Linked DNA regions of Zea mays: region 2 is linked to region 1. Evidence: chromatin contacts called from public Hi-C data. All regions are on one chromosome and are shown on one strand. Each heading gives the region's core, a stretch centred on a gene start, on an enhancer-like site or on the middle of the called end of the contact. The rest is flanking DNA. Distances are from core to core; before and after follow the strand shown. Region 1 holds the start of LOC109943776 (ocs element-binding factor 1-like). Region 2 holds the start of LOC100277915.

Region 1 (4,863 bases), core at 41-2,540:
GAGACAATCAGACATATAGGCAGAGCATATGCGTGCGCATGAATGTATTTATGGCCCCATGCCACCAACATTCATGGCATCACATCAGACCTAAGCCGTTCAACGGGCATCGAACGTAGACAGATCGTCGAACAGTGCTGACTGCTGAGTGCTGACCATCCCTCCAAACTGATAATCGTCGACGATCATTTGCCAAACCATGTCGCGAACTAATTAATCTTTTCACCCATGATATATATATATATATATATATATATATATATATATATATATATATATATATATATATATATATATATATATATATATATATATATATATATATATATATATATATATATATATATACAGACACACAGACACACGTGATTTCAGGACCACCAACATTTCGCGTTCACCGTTCTCCGATCAAACAAGCTCGATCGTGCACGCCGCACGCCCAATGCATTAATTCCTACGCGATCAAGGAGGCGATCGTCTGCTCAATGTCCAACTGCCTGGCGACGCTGCCGGCGGCAGCGGCAGCGGCCGCGGCGTACAGCCGACCGAGGTCGAGCGCGCGGAGGGCGGCCGCGAGCCGACGGGACAGCGCGGCGGCCTCGGCGCGCAGCCCGGCGTTGGCGAGGAGGGCGAGGGCCAGGCGGCCGCGAGCGGCCTGCGCGCCGGCCGCCAGATCGCGCCTCCTGCGCTCCAGGAGCGCGGCGGCGTCCCCGAGTTCGTCGAGGCGGCGCTGCTTCCGCGCGCGGGACCGCCTCGCGGACTCCCGGTTCGAGATCCTCCGCCGGAGGCGCCGCTCGTCGGCGGACTCCCCCGCGTCGGCGTCGGCCTCGGCCTCGGGCGAGGCTGTCGCCGCCGGAGGTTGAGCTGGGAATGGGATGGCTGTGGGGTCGGATACGAACCCCACCTGCGGCGGCGGTGGCGGTGTTGCCGTCGCCGAGAAGACTTGCATGTCGATGTCGTCGATGCAGGGCATGTAACCTGCTGAGAAGGCCATTAGGGACATGATGGTAATTATGTGCTTATCAGAGGGCGGGGAAAAGGGAGGGAACAAGTGAAGGGCTGCGGTATTTATAGCTGGTTTAGAGGGCATCCTGGTACTTTGTTTCTTCGTTCGTGGTGTGGGTCTACAACTCTACATGTTGCAGTCATATACAGTATAGTGCTAAGTGATAATGCGTGCCTTTTGTAGATTTGCAAGATTTGTTTTCCAGATACCAGAGTCTCTAGCCCATATGAATGAAATTGGACGGAACTATATGCAACGTTGTGGGTACAGCCGCACCCACGCAAAATTTGGGGAAAAAACAGTACAATTCATAATATTTGCACATCTATGTCATATATACATTCATGCACCCATACGGTAAGACGTACCTCCGTCAAATTTGCGGTAGCTATAAATACATGCACACACTGACACACTTATTTGTTGTAGCTATAGATACATCGATCCACACACTTTTGTGACTCAGCAGTTTGAGAGGCTTCGGTGAACAGACCGACGGACAAATTGTCTCGTTAAAATAATAGATACCTAAAGTTGCAAGCAACTATATATGAGCTATACAAAACGGAGTGTATATATAGTGAAATTTTAAATAAATCTATAGATTATGATTTTATGGTTGGGGGGTGTTTGTATTTGCACCCTATAAAACCAACATAGCGTCGCCCTGGTTCTAGCAATATAGCAAAAAACGTAGCGCGTGGTAAGGTACACGTTACATGAACACACTTCAAGTTATTGAAAAGTCTCTATATTTATGTTCCATCTAACTAAAAAGAGTAACAAATATTATGGTTCTTGAGCATGAAAGAAATATAGCGAAACATTTCAAGGATTTAATTAACGTAAGCCCATGACATGACAAAGACAATATGGTGAGATGTAATATAAATGATAATGATAATGGTTCATACTTGGTAACAAATTTAAATAGGTCGGTATTATTTATTGGTGTGATACACTTGAAATAAAACAAACATAATTTAACGTTATCAATTATTCATTACGTCACAACTACATACGGCGCCTAACATACGGCGCCTAGATATTTTACCGAGATTTATACGGCGGGCGGTAGGCTGCGGCGAGGCCGCGAGGGGGACGTTTTTGTGCCGGACGTACTGTGGTTGATTCCGATGGAAGACGGTCCAAACAATAGGGATTTTAAACTTAACCACGAAGGAAGGAGGCGATATAGTCTAACACACGGTTCTTTGCTATCTTGAGGACTAAAGCAGATTCGTTCAGCATGTGATCGTTCTAGTGAACAGTCCTATAGCATATGGTTAGAGGTGAGAGAAGGACAATCCTAATGATATGATTATGATAGTTTACGCATGCTGAATATGCTGGTCTTTTGCTGGTTCGATAATATCTCATGCATGTGTGATCTGAAAACGAATCTCATACAAGAAACTGGGCCCTGCATAAAAACCAAAGCTTAAAAATCTACATAAAATGTACTGGGATGGTTATAAAAAATACCAAGAGACAGTATGAGAGGGTGGGGGAGGAAGAGTGATCTAGAGCGTCTATTGCATGCCATGCATGGTAGTCAGTGGCGGAGCTAGCCTCATGAAGTCAAACCTAGGCTCTTGCCCTCCCTTGATTGCATGTTTTCTCACTGCATATATATGGTACTACTCTCAACCAATTGGTATGTAAATATACTCTATCAATGTACAGCTAAACATGAAGAGTGGGAAACCTACACCATAGGGAACAAATAAGACGAAACGATAGAAGAGTCTAACACTACGTCATATTGCTGCTACTTGGTATACCTTGTCATTGAATCTTTTTAGATCCTTGTTTTCAGTCCGTGTCACGCCGCTGGATGCACTTCAGCCTCCTAAGGCAAAGCTTTGTGAAGGCTTGAATAGACAACCAGAGGGGAGGTGAATGAGAACCAATAAATTTCAGTTTTTTAAAAATGAAAATTAAGCACTTAACTTTAATAGAAACGAACCAAAAAAACACATCAACCATTCAGTGATTTTATGTTTGAAAATGTTACTAATATTCACACGAGACCAATAAAACAAACGGATCGTAAAACAGACATAAAAAAGTCCGAAGCAACCAAAATAGTATCGCTTTCTAATATTGTTTTCAGCAACTCGAAATTCAGTTTTAAATGCAAAATCGATCCAAACGGACTTTGATTGAGCTGAAATTTTGGACACGTCTTTACAAGTAAATTTCTAAGGTGTCCACAAAATTTAAACTCAAACGGATTTAAATTTTAATAGCACGTCAGAAAACCCAAACTTAACTTGAGGTTTTGTTGGGAGTTTGTCAAATGATCAAATATGTTATAAACCTGTCCACAAAATGGATCAGCTCATACAATAAGTTTGCAATGACTAATTTCTAATCTAGAGAAAATCTCTAAAACCTCTCTCAAACTCTTGAAGGCAGGGATCAACTCAAAAAATCAGACTAGAGAGGTTGAGAGAAGAAGAAGTAATAAAAACCAATAACATCATATTTGACACAAAATAAAACGTCGTGAGGACTAAGTGTGACTACAGCCACACTTCTTTAAAAAATACGTAGGCTTAGATGTCGTGCCCCCAAAATATCTAAGGATCTCTTAGCTAGAACGAGAAAGATTACAAACTGAGGGAATGAAAGTGCTTAAGAGATAGCCGAATGGTTCAGTTCTCACATTCTATTTATAGAGGGTTATTCCTTTTTCCTAAATTATCCCTAAATATATAGACCATATTCACTCAACCAGGGGTAAAATGGACCAACTCTTAGAATTTTGATCTGACGGCCAATCAGTTTTCACGCAGTTGCTTCGTCTTGACGCACCCTCGGTGATGACATCATGTGTCGTCTGCGATTTCCACCGGAACCGTGCCACCAGATTCTGAGGCCCAAACCTGGCAAAACCTATGAACTGTCGAGCTAGGTGGTTTTGAATGTTCAACCACCGAAACCCCATTTGTAGCGTACTTCATACGTGTCTCCCACGTCCTGAACACATGTCCTGTCATTCAGTAACCATGTTGGCGACATGATCCCCTCCTCCATGTCCTCGTGCCTATCAGTGTCTCTAGGTGTCAGCCACCATGGCTAGTCACCTAACTTCTTCGGTCCCTCGGGTAAGACACACCGCTCATCCTACGTCGCTTCCGATTTATCGGTACGAACTCACATGACCTTCACCTTCACTATCGACCACAGTTACCGGACTCCACACTTGCACACCACAAGCCAAGAGACATACTGCAACAACAATCTCGCACCCCGGTTAGTCCAACTGACTCAACCCAAGACACTATCCTTGTTGATAATTACTCATCACAACGATCCAAATCACCAAGGAACATATCAAGGCACACATTAACCTTATGTTCACACTTTGTTTAAGAAGAGGCAAAATGGTTATCCACAGAGCAAATAATTCCTCAGGTTCTGATATTGCTTTATAACTAGAGTTGTTTATGTAATCTTGTTTATTTTAACATGTGTTGTTTCTTGATTCATATGCGACACCCTTTTATTTATTTTAAATATATTAATCGGTACAGATTAAACCGCTCCTATTCTTATAAAAAAATTCATAATAGAAAGAATTATTATGACTACATGTGGGCTCTCCACACAACATAAAAATAATAATTCAAACATTAGAATCAATACATCATGTTAATATCTTTTCCCCGAACATAAAATCCCCATGTGTTTCATTAAGAGGTAGCGAAGGTAGGAAAATGGCCATCACCAAGTGAGATCCCCGCATATTGATAAACTCAAACAAAGGAGCAAAGAGAAAATGCACAAACGTTAGTTTTTGTTGATACTACATTGCGGCATATGTGCGATCTTCAGCTGGCGTTAGAACG
Region 2 (4,943 bases), core at 1,130-3,629, 300 kb before region 1:
AATGGGGAAGAAGAAAAGCGATCCAAGCGCAAGAGCTCAAAAGAACACGACAAAACTCTCTCTTCTAGTCACTATTGCTTTGAGTGGAATTAGGACTTGGAGAGATTTTGATTCACTCTAATTGTGTCTTGTATTGAATGCACTAGCTCTTGTATTGAATGTGTTGGCTGAAAACTTGGATCCTTGAAATGTGGTGGTTGGGGGGTATTTATAGCCCCAACCACCAAAGTGGCTGTTGGGGGGCTGTCTGTCGATGGGCGCACCGGACAGTCTGGTGCGCCACCAGACACTGTCCGGTGCGCCAGCCACGTCACCCAACTGTTAGGGTTCGACCGTTGGAGCTCTAACAAGTGGGGGCCACCGGACAATCCGGTGGTGCACCAGACAGTCACTGTTCACTATCTGGTGCGCCTTCTGGCGCCTGCTTTGACTCTGCGCGCGCAGGCCGCACTGTTCACTGTTTACTGTACACTTTTGCAGTCGACCGTTGGCGCTATAGCCGTTACTCCGCTTGGCACACCGGACAGTCCGGTGAATTATAGCGGAGAGGCAATTCCAAAAACCCAAAGGTGGCAAGTTCGGAGTTAATCTCCCTGGTGCACCGGACACTGTCCGGTGCGCCAGACCAGGACAGCCTTCGGTTGTCTTTTGCTCTTTTTATTTGAACCATTTCTTGTATTTTTATTGGTTTGTGTTGAACCTTTGGCACGTGTAGAACTTATAATCTAGAGCAAACTAGTTAGTCCAATTATTTGTGTTGGGCAATTCAACCACCAAAATCATTTAGGAAAATGTTTGACCCTATTTCCCTTTGAGTAACCTACTTGATACCTTCACCTCCTAAAGATTACCATGTCTTGTCAATGCTTAGGCCATCTCCATGAGCGTGCAAAACACTGCAGAGTGAAGATTGAAATAGGAAGTGAGATAGTGAGATCGCTGGAGATAGCATTAGAACCACACCACTGGTGTTACTATCTTATAATTGATTATTATTATTTTTTATTATTCTTTACAAGCTTGGTAAATAAATCTTATAACCACTCATGGACTCAATTGATATAAATATATTATTATCATACAAAGACTCCAATAAATAATGATGCTTGTAGGTCTCAAAAATCTTATTTTTAGTTCTCGAATTATGTTATTATTTAATTCAACAAAATCTACTTAAGGAAACAAACTTTGAATTAGTCTCGTAATATAAGGCATGATCTATCTAGGCATACGCACGTCGATACAGTAGTATAAAGCAAATTAAATATATTTTTGGTTTTTAAACCAGAGGTGTTTACACCTTATTATGTACTAGAACAGAGGAAGTATAAATCATACTCCCTCATTTTTTCTCTAAGTTTGATCAACCCATATTATTTTAAAAAAAATCATAATTATCTTTAATTTTTACTTGTATCATTTAGCATATAATATAATTGAGGTATGGTTTTAAATTTTCTATTTTTCGAAAAAAATGAGTAAGTCGAGCCGGTAAAATTTGACAAAAAAAAATAAACAAATTTAATTAGAACGGAAGGGTAGGAAACTAATATCTCACGTCATTCACATGCGCGCAGAACATAGACGGTCGGCGCTGATGACATTCCATTCCAACCCTATTTGTCTCCATAATACTCGATGGCCTGCCGAACAAATCTAGCACGCATGGAAGTCATGGCCCTGACGTTTTGACTCTACCCTTGTAACCTAGCGTCCAGGTCACATATAACCCGATCCGGCGGACAAGATAATGGTCCTCCGTCGATCGTACGTTGACGCGGGTACTTTATACGGAAGTACGTAGTATACATGAATGATGAATGAATCAAGTCCAACCTTAATTACATATAGTTAGATAGATACAAGGTAAGATACGTACTGCACTGTAACTATTGTGTGCCTAACTGCCGATATACAAAAACAGATACACCCGTACGCGTACATGTACCAAACTGATACCCATGCTGGCCATACATCCAAATGAAAGAAAAGAAAAGAAAAGAAAAACCCGTGCTGCGGCATACCGGCAGCCGTTAGATGACCGGACGCCGCAAGCATGCCTGCCGGCGGCCGATCGGTGCAGTCTGTTAGCTAGTGAGCTCAAAAGCGATTCGTGTGTCTGTTCAGTTGGAGCCACCATGCCCCAGATCATCAGCCAAAGCGAGAGAGAGAGAGAGAGGGAAAAGTACCGACGCAACAACGCTTGCAGGAAACGACGGGCACGGCCGGTCGGTCAAGCCACCTCTTCTGATTTCCGAACGAAGCCGTCGCCATCGGCGGATCAAGCCCTGCCCACCATGCCCGCCTTCTTCTTCTTATGCTGCTGCTGCTGCTATAAAGCTCCAAGAAGCCCGTCGCATCCTCTCGCTCACGGGTGCCGCAGATCGCGCGCACACGTTTTTTTTTCTTCCTGCCGCGTTGCTAGTTGCTACAGCCTTCTGCTCTCTTGGTCTCCGTGGTTTTCTCTGTGTCATCCCTTCGGCGCGTCGCGTTTCTGCTGCTGGCCTAGCTTGATCGCTCGCGTTCGATCGGTCGAGCTAGCTCCAGGAGTTTCGGACGCCAACGACATGAATCTGGAAGCAGTGGCGGCGTCCAAGTCCGGCAGCAGCACGGTGGCCTTCTCTTGGGAGCACGAGCCCGGAGTGTCCAAACAGAGCCACTTGGGGGCCAACAAGCCCACCACCGCCGGCGGCGCGCCCCGCGCGGAGGCTGTAAGCAGGAGGACGCCGGCGAGCGCTAAGAAGCAGGCTCCTGCGCCTGCGCCTGCGACGACGCACCGGCACCGCCTGCGCGTGCCGCCACCTCCAGGAGTGCCGAGCGCGCCGGGCGCCTCGCCCCCAATGACGAGAAGGCCGAGGAGCCGCGGCGTCAGGCCGGCGGAGGACCCGTTCCTTGCAGCCTACCTGGCCTGCACGGAGGACGGCGCCCGCGGCAGGAGAGACGACAGGGGGGGCCAGAAGCTGGTTGGCTGGGCCGGGCTTAGGCTCGGCCTCGGTCTTGGGCTGCGTGGGCGCGGGCTCTCTTGCAAGAGCTCGTGTGGGGCCGTGGAGGAGTGCGTCGTCAGGCTTGCTAAGATCCCTGGACTCCACGAGGATTGAATCTATGTTTTTTTTTCTTTCCTTCTTTCCAATTTCCAAGAATCCAAAGAGACTAGCAAGACTAAGTACTAGTGGAGTAGTAAAGAAGAACGAGTAGTGCTGGCATCCTTCATTGTAATTGTACACCGTAAGCTAAAGTTGCTGGTTAATTACCGTCTTGCTTTGCTATCTTGATTGTATGATATATGCCGATAGCTTCACCGTCTGAATCTAGTGTCCAGATAAGATGATCGAACCCTATGACACAATGAAAACTATAAGATGAAGTATGTTTTCCGACTTCTAAATTGCAGGTCAGCTCAGATTTCACTGTTACACTACGACCCCATGTAACAGACACCACCGGAATTGAACAAATTGATCCTCTAACCTGTCAAGAATGTGGCGTTCTATTCTACAAAAACAATAAAAACTTGGTTTGATCTTTAAAACGTTATTATTGAATTTTAAATCATCAAATATGAATGTGAATCCAACTGAGCAGACAAATATATTGTTGAGGTTTATGTGCGAAGGAAGATAAAGTGTATTGTATGGTTTAAGATTTAGAAAAGCGACGAACTTCTTCCGTCGCGACCAATCGACAAATTCTATATTAATGTTAATTTGGATGATTTTTATAGACCAATCAACAAATCCTATATTCATGTTAATTTGGATGATTTTTACCGAAACAATTTTCACAAAAAATAAAATGAAAAACGAAACATTTGATAGCCAGAAGTCAGATTCTAACGGCCAACAGCAGACCCAAACAAGACCTTAGACCAATTTCTTAGTGGACGCCGTGAGCAAATTTAACTTTATCAACAGAGCAGTCACTCTCAGTGCCTCGCGAGCAAATCACGCAGGAATCCAGCCGTGTGTTTTCTGTTTTCTGCAAGGAGCCGGCAACGTGCGCAATGAGCTCTAGGTCAAAGGTTGGTAAAATCGTTTGCCACGTTAGCCATCTCCGACTCCGAGCGAGGCTTGTTTACCGCTACTTAAATGTTTCCAGGCAACAGGCGACCTGAATTGCGCTTCTTGCGGTCAAGAGATCGATCTACCCGAACACAGTCGCTTTCAGCGAAACCAATGTTACAACGAAGCTAGAAATCCGGCTTGCGTACGTAGCTACCTCTTGATCGATTTCATTCAACAATAGATTTGCGTGACTCTGACAGTCGATCTGACTAATAAACGAAAAATATGTTTGAAGTCCAACTAGACAGTCAAGCATCGGTACCACCACACCACACCACACACGTCGTAATTCCCTTTGCACCCCGATTGTTCGTCCTGAATTCACCTCTGCCGAAGAGAAATCAAAGCTGATGTATATACCGGAAAATCTCACGTCATGCACGTGAGCCCGAACTGCACGCAGTCAGAAATGTTTGCTTTTAGACGTCAATCTATTTTAAGGGGTATTTAGTTTATAGGGACTAATTTTCAGTCAGTACATTTTATTTCATTCTATTCTCTAAATTGTTAAATATGTATTTTAGTTTTTCTATTTAACAATTTATATACTAAAATAGTATAAAATAGAGATACTAAAAATTAGTCCATATAAATCAAACACACCAAGTAAGAGAGTGGTGCATGATAACTCTATTTTTTAAATATAGTAAATAATCACTTGCTAACCGGCGATGTTACTCTCTATAACAAGGTACCTATGATGGCTTCTCTAATCTCGACGATTTGACATTATTGTTTTCAAAGGTATTCGTATATGTAGTGTTTACATGTGTGTATGGATGGTAATCGACTCTATCTTTTATACTTTCGTTCGCTAGTTCATTTTTTACTAAAAACGATAAATAAAAAAGTAGAGAGAATATTATTTTTATCGTCTCACAC

Evidence for each region. A called contact is a pair of places that touch in the nucleus more often than the background predicts.
Region 2: a contact with region 1 is called in a Hi-C map of ear, with 4 times the contacts expected there. The contact joins the promoter of LOC100277915 here to the promoter of LOC109943776 in region 1. A contact is called at or near these places in 3 of 25 Hi-C or Micro-C datasets (ear, tassel and an unstated tissue).

What each region holds. Positions count from the first base shown.
Region 1 is chr1:263,398,191-263,403,053 of Zm-B73-REFERENCE-NAM-5.0, reverse strand. LOC109943776 (ocs element-binding factor 1-like) reads right to left here and starts at 1,290. Exons shown (of 1, transcript XM_020547271.3): 1 at 370-1,290. The coding sequence starts at 1,090. The coding sequence ends at 455.
Region 2 is chr1:263,700,386-263,705,328 of Zm-B73-REFERENCE-NAM-5.0, reverse strand. LOC100277915 reads left to right here and starts at 2,379. Exons shown (of 1, transcript NM_001175790.1): 1 at 2,379-3,252. The coding sequence starts at 2,568. The coding sequence ends at 3,098.